Linked DNA regions of Zea mays: region 2 is linked to region 1. Evidence: chromatin contacts called from public Hi-C data. All regions are on one chromosome and are shown on one strand. Each heading gives the region's core, a stretch centred on a gene start, on an enhancer-like site or on the middle of the called end of the contact. The rest is flanking DNA. Distances are from core to core; before and after follow the strand shown. Region 1 holds the start of LOC100279589. Region 2 has its middle 35 kb from the start of LOC103641967.

Region 1 (3,531 bases), core at 582-3,081:
CATACGACCTCGGCAGGACAGCTCACAGCATCGTATCCAGCAACTCCAGATTATTCCTTATCTATTCATCGTTCATTGATTATTATATATCTTCTCTTTGCATTATCGTAACATTAGGGTGAAATATTACAGACTCAGCTAGATGATGAGAGGAGGCAACGTGAGGAGCTGGAGAAGAGGATGGCGGAGATGTTCGCGTACATGCAGAGCCTTGGCGCCGCACAGGGTCATGCTCCACCACCTCCGTTGTTCCCTGTAGCTGACCCTGCTGAGTTCACTACTCCTGTGAGTATCAAAATTTTAGTACTGCATGATATATATTCATATGTTCTCACACATGCAATCTCTTCTCTGTGCAGGGTCAATCGGCGGCGTCGAACAACCCTCACACTTCGTCCAGCCCTTCGCCGAACCAGTCCAAATGCCCACCTCGTTGATGACCTGTTTTGTGATGATCCAGACTTATATTTGTGAGTGTTGGTGATGTTAGTTATACTTGGTCTTGTGAGATACTTAGTGAGACTTATGTGCTGTGAAACCTGATTTATGTGGTGATATTTGTGATATATATGGTGTTGATGATAAATGTGTTGATTCTGTGATGCGATTGATATATAATGTAATGTGAATGATATATATCTTTTGTTTGTTTGGATGGAACAGCAAAAACAAATAAAAAAGGGACTTCCTGGTCACTTTGCCGAGTGTAACACTCGGCAAAGGGTAGCTTTGCCGAGTGCTATGACCATGACACTCGGCAAAGAAGGAAACCTGGGAACCGGTAAAGCCTTCTTTGCCGAGTGCTGTGGTCAAGGCACTCGGCAACGAAGCTACCTTTGCCGAGTGCCGCCCAGCGCACTCGGCAAAGGGACTGGCAAAGGGACCCACTGGAGGACTCTTTGCAGAGTGCCAGTCCACTAGACACTCGGCACAGGGACTGGCGGTGGGGCCCACTGGAGCCGTCTTTGCCGAGGGCCATGGCAGAAGACACTCGGCAAAATTGGCCTCTTTGCCGAGTGCCAAGGAAGACACTCGGCAAAGGATCCGTCACCGTCACTTGGCGCCGTGACGGCGACTTTTCTTTGCCGAGTACCAAATGGTGCCCGACAAAAAGTACTCGGCAAAGAGGCCGTTACCGATGTACAGTTCGCCGAGCGTTCTTTGCCGCGTGTTACACTCGACAAAGACTTTGCCGAGTGTTTTTCGGGCTTTGCCGAGTGCTTCAAGCACTCGGCAAAGCGGTCGACTCCGGTAGTGGATCGTCTGTGGTTTAGGTGAACTCCCTATTAGGTAAATGCCCTAAACCCACCCAAGAGTGTAGGCCGATGCTTGTGATTTGTGACGTGTAACCTACGATTGCCGCGAAATTTCGGCAGCATAACCCCGCTGCTCTCCAAGCACACGCCTGAACATGGTGTGTTGGAGAACAACTGGGTTACACAACCGAAATTTTGCGTCAATCGTAAGGCACATATCACAAATCACAAGCATCGACTTACACTCGCAGGTTGTCCAAAATACGTGGAAAATTCCGAAACGGCGAACCTCACAAGCCAATGTGACGTTCGCCGTTCCTGAACGGATGACGCATACGGTTCGAGCTAATGATGGCCCGTCGATCGGATCGGCCGCGCCGTTCGTGCATCGCTAATCCGCGACAGGTAGGCGGCGCAACAAGAAGACACGTAGCCATCACCAGTGCGTACGTAGCGTACCAGACAGGAAGGCATGCCCATACAAGGCAACACGCGCCGGCACAGCACATGATGGCAAGGGAAGGCCCGGGCGTCCAGCATATAAACCTACGCCGCGCTCCTCTGGCCGGCTCTCGCGCCTCGCCTTTTGAGGAGGGAGCGAGCGAGAGAGACGGAAAGAGATACGGTGCAGGGCGCTGCGACCTGCGACTGCGAGGAGAAAGGGCGGCGCCAGCTTGGACTTGCCGGTGCCGTCGCGCGCGAGAGAGAGAAGGAAGCGACAACCTGCTTGCCGGTGCGGCAGCTCTGGGCAGGGCTTACACATATAATAACAAGGGTGGTCGATCAGAGAGCGAGGGAGGAGCTGAGGACAGGAGGGAACAAAAGGGCAAGTTTGGTTCGCTCCTTGCTAGGGCCCGGTGAGCTGAGCTCCATATCATCCAGATCCAGGTAGGTGAGGTCGTGAGGCGATCCAAGAGATGGGCGGCGGCGGCAGGAATGGCACTGTGGTGAGGCGGTACATCCGGTCCAAGGAGCCCAGGATAAAGTGGAGCGCCGACCTCCACCGCAGCTTCGTACAGGCCATAGACTGCCTCGGCGGCCAACACAGTACGTTCTCTCCTTCCTCCGATCCGCCTCGTCCCTTCATCATAAAGATATATACTGCTGCCTCCCATGTTTTATGTAATCATGCTCCCCCCATTTTTTTATGCTCATGTAGTAACATTGCCCTTGACCTTGAGAGATTTGGTAGAATTATCTAGTGATTTGTTCCCCGCCGGTTCTAATATTGATCGTGTTCTTTCTTTTTGGGAAAAAAAAAACTATCGTTTTGTGCTGTGTGCTTCTTGTGTCTCTCTCCTGCTTCCAATCGCGTTTTCAACAGCCTGGCTAGCTAACTGCCGTTCGTCTTGGCGGTGCAAAATCGCAGAGGCCACGCCGAAGCTCATCCTCCAGTTCATGGCCACCAGGGGGCTCACCATATCTCATGTCAAGAGCCATCTCCAGGTTAATTGTTTCTCTTCTCTCCATCCATTGCTATTATTGCTGATTGGCGTGCACCTGCAGAGGCACTGACTGTTTGTTTTCGCGTTGGAGCTGACAACCGCGCGCGAATGAACTCAACAGCTTCTGATTCCTCCGTTTGCTTTTTTTTTTCTTGATGAACAGATGTACAGAGCTGCGAGGCTTGGCGCAGGAAGGAGAGGTGAGAGTTGAGATGAAACGAGCCCTCGTGTGCTGGCTTCTTGCACTACCGAATTCTTTCTTTCTTTACTCATTGGTCGTATTTTTTTAATTGCTTTACATGTCAACGCCGTGCAGTGTTCAGGGACAAACAAATGTCCTGCAACAGTGAACTGACCATTCCAAAACATCTTTATATATAATTTTTTCTTTCTTTTTTTGAAAAAATAAGATATCACATTGCCTTGTGGTTTCTGTGACTCTCATCTTAGCTCACTCCTCCACATGCTCACTGCACTTGCCAACTACTCCTTGCGACCCCAGCAGATTCCCTTCTCGTGTGTCAATGAGTGTAGCTTACCTTGCAAGATTTGTTGTTGGGAAAGCCAAGTATACTTTAGATGGATTTTGCTAATGGAAAGCCAAACACCTTTCTTTCATGGCACCATCGAGCAGGGATGCAAGCCCAGCTGCTGCAAAGGAGGCACTCATGCACTGGTGATGAGCAAGAGGAGTTCCTGCGCCCACCACCACCTCTGAAAAGGTTTGGCCTGCAAACACCTTTCTTTCCCCCGTCCCCCCTCTTTGAAACGTACGTGTTCAAGTTAGAAGACAAGCTTTTCAAGGCCCTAATCCTGACGCAGAACCAAAG
Region 2 (3,531 bases), core at 739-3,238, 72 kb before region 1:
GGGTTCAATCATGGAGGGATACACTACAGAAGAAGTGATTGAGAGCTGTATAGATTACATCAGTGACGGAACAATGATAGGTGTGCCTGTACCTAAACATGAGGGTAAACTATGTGGGAGAGGGAGAATGGGCAAGAAAACTTTTCGCGTTGAGGATTACAAGCTAGTACATTGTGCTCATGGTAGTGTACTACAACATCTCACGATAGCCGAGCCTTACATAGAGGAACACCTGAATGAGCTTCGTAAAGAAAATCAGAACCGCACAGAGGACTGGATCATGAGGGAGCACAAACATCGTTTCAGCGAATGGTTAATGGACAAAAACATCCCATTCGGAGACTCTTCGGATGAGAAAACAATGAAGAATTTGGCTTCTGGGCCATCGTGTTTTGTGACATCGTGGCAAGCATATGACATCAATGGGTACACATTCTACACTAAATCAAAAGACATGAAAAGTGTTGCACAAAATAGCGGTGTTCGTATCGATGCTTTTGACCTACATGGACAGAAGACCACATATTTTGGATTCATAGAGGAAATATGGGAACTTGATTATGGCCCAAGCATGAAAATACCCTTGTTTAAGTGCCAATGGGTACAACATCCCGTGGGGGTGATAGTGGATAACTACGGACTCACACTGGTAGACTTAAAGAAAGTAGGATATAAAGATGACCCGTGGGTTCTCGCCGAATGTGTTGCACAAGTGTTCTATGTACTCGATCCAGCAGATGAGAAGATGCATGTAGTTATTTCTGGAAAGCAAAAAATTGTTGGAGTTGAGAATGTGGGAGACCAAGATGAGAAATACAATAAGTATGAAGAGATATTCGTCTTTAACGGTCCAGAGAGAATCAAGCGTGTGGAAAAGAAAATTGATAAGAACTTAAAGCCATACATGCGGAAAAATGGTAGTTCATGAAAAATTGTATGAATCAAATTGTATTTGTTATCATGTATGATCGACTATGAATTGTGGTTGCCAATTAATTTAAAATCTCTCTAGTTATCTATGTGTGCTATTATAATTCATTTAAATTGTATTTGCATATTATTGTTAAAAATTAAATATTAATTCATTTAAATTGTATTTGCATATTTCTGTTAAAAAATAAAATTATTTTCATATTTAAATTGTATTTTCATAATTTTACAATCACATGCGGTTTTGTCTTAGGGTCCGCTTGTGAAAAGGATAGAGCATCACAGGCGGTCCTAAACAAAAACCGCTTGTGATACTATTACATCACAGGCGTACTAAACCGCCTGGGACATCACAGGCGGTTTTCTAACCGAACCGCGTGTGATGTAAAAATCCTACCGCTTGTATAGAGCCAAATTGTACTAGTGGTCCCAACCTAGATGTTCTGTCTGGTTTGTGTCACGAGGTGAACCGATCCGTCGTCAAGCCATCCTTGGTAGCCGTCTTCGCAGGCGTAAGTTGACGGTCGAGCTGGTTTCTTGAAAAAATATCAGATGACCTCGTCTTTCTCGTCTCCAACCCATAACGGATGATTTGACTCCGGGCTATATGATGCTGCAATCCAACACGTCATATATCTATTAGCTAGACTCGAATGCTACATTATGAAGATGACTAGGGAGGATGAAAAAGATTAAAAAAAGTTCATAACGGTGATTTTAGTGTATATCCAACGACCGTGAGTCATAGAATATCGTTAATTGCATCAGAAGGCAACTGGAATAATGATAGCAACGACATGCATGTTCCTTCCATAGTACACCGACTCGAAACCAAGCCATGGCTACAGACTGAATGAAATATTGCAGAGCAGATGTAGGGTAGAACGAGACGTAACATGTTTAGCAATGGAAAATCTGCATTGTATGCAAGTATTGTAACATATAATTCAGGTTGAGCGCCATATGGACTGGCCCCTTATGGGCTCGTAGTAGTGGTTTGCAGATAGAGATAGGAGCAGGTAGGCTACATGGACTGGTCCATGGGCTGGCTCAAGTGGGCTTTCCGTAGGAGGATGCAGGCTGGGCTTCTTATCAGAAAGATGTGCATCGAGCACCGAGCAGTCCAAGCCAGAACGGCCCGGTTACGTACGTTTGCACTATAATTAATGGTTGACCTCCCCGAGTAGGACGTACGGTATCGCGCTGTCTCGTCGTCTCATGGATCCCAGTATGCGACTCGTGCCGTCAGCCAGCTAGCCAGGAGCTACAAACCCATACATACTACAGGGCAAGACGGCGGGTTTAGATTTAGCCGACGAATACTATATGGACCTCCTGGTCGAATTTCAGTGTCAACAGAAACACGTTTTTCAGTAGAAATCGGTGCAGGGGATGATGGTGAAGATCGGCAGCATGCAGAGCGTGTATTTCACCAGATGCAAAATAAAACAGTGTGGCAATTAATTGTTCATTCTGTCTGTCTCTGGCCGCGCGCAAAAGGTCACGAATGGCACTGTGGTGTGGTCAAACGAAACATGCATGCTTACCCTAGCTTCCTCCATTAAATGGTACGTGCATGCCCTTGGCGTTATCCTATCCTATCTCACGGACCTGTAAATAGCACCAACGGTGCTGTGCTGCTGCACATGCATATATATGTACACGGCGATCATTGCCACTGCCACGTCTGCATTTTCATCATCCTTTCTTACTATAGCTGGCTGCGTACTATATATAGTGTACGCTCCTCGTATTGCTCTCATGATGCTCCGCTTTTCACGTTTCCACATTGCCGGATTGGTGATGAGTGATGACTGCAACCGGAAGTATATTCTCCCAAGAGATCGGCAAAAAGGACCTTTAGTCAATTAGTAGGAATTGACATTACACCGCTATACATCATCTCACACTAACTATCCACATCATCTCCAACTATGTCATCCCTATTAACGTTTAACTTTTCAATACATGCTATCCACATTATCTCTACTTAATTTTATTCCACATTCTTCGCAATCCAAAGCTCTCCCTTTCCGTCCCCGTCTTCTCCGGTGCCAACGTATGATCGAGCTGCCTCCTGCCGCCTGCCTGAGGCCACAGCCAAAACTTTGGTTTCTACGCAGCTTTTATGTCAACTTTGCTTCTACAAGTAGGCAAACCAAAGGGAAGAAGGATGGATGCAGACAGCGCAGGCCAGGCGCGCGTACGTGTAGGCTCCCTAGGCTTCGGTCAGTGCCTCAGCTGCATCGGCTCTTCCAGTTCTTCCAGTTCCACTTCACGCCCCGCTATATTTCTCGAGTCTCGAGAGGTTTTGTGCTGCCTCATTGAAAGTTTGCACCGCCGTGTTGCTGTGTATTCCACACCCTCTCCTGCCAGTGCGTGCAGCGTGCTGATGCATGGGCAATGCATGGCGTGAGAAGGAATTTGCGGTAGCACAAAATCTTTCTGCTCAGAGCTTGTCAACCTAGCTGCGTCACAACCGAAGCTACAACCATTTTCGGCTACGAGAAGCCACCGAAAATAAGCCCTTTGCCACCGAAAATAGGCAATTAATTATGCAACTATTATACGTACTAATATAATATACTATTAAAGCTAATA

What was found. A called contact is a pair of places that touch in the nucleus more often than the background predicts.
Region 2: a contact with region 1 is called in a Hi-C map of ear, with 2.8 times the contacts expected there. The contact joins the enhancer-like site here to the promoter of LOC100279589 in region 1. A contact is called at or near these places in 3 of 25 Hi-C or Micro-C datasets (ear, leaf and tassel).

What each region holds. Positions count from the first base shown.
Region 1 is chr10:140,007,672-140,011,202 of Zm-B73-REFERENCE-NAM-5.0, reverse strand. It overlaps LOC100279589, which reads left to right and starts at 1,831. Exons shown (of 6, transcript NM_001360987.1): 1 at 1,831-2,303; 2 at 2,626-2,702; 3 at 2,865-2,901; 4 at 3,336-3,423. The coding sequence starts at 2,174.
Region 2 is chr10:140,079,853-140,083,383 of Zm-B73-REFERENCE-NAM-5.0, reverse strand. No RefSeq gene overlaps it. Among protein-coding and RNA genes, the nearest start is that of LOC103641967, 35 kb to the left of the region's middle. Within about 2 kb of position 1,988, at least 17 of the 20 cell types and tissues checked have an H3K27ac peak or open chromatin away from gene starts, as enhancers often do. A contact at or near this core is called in ear, leaf and tassel, where this site is marked.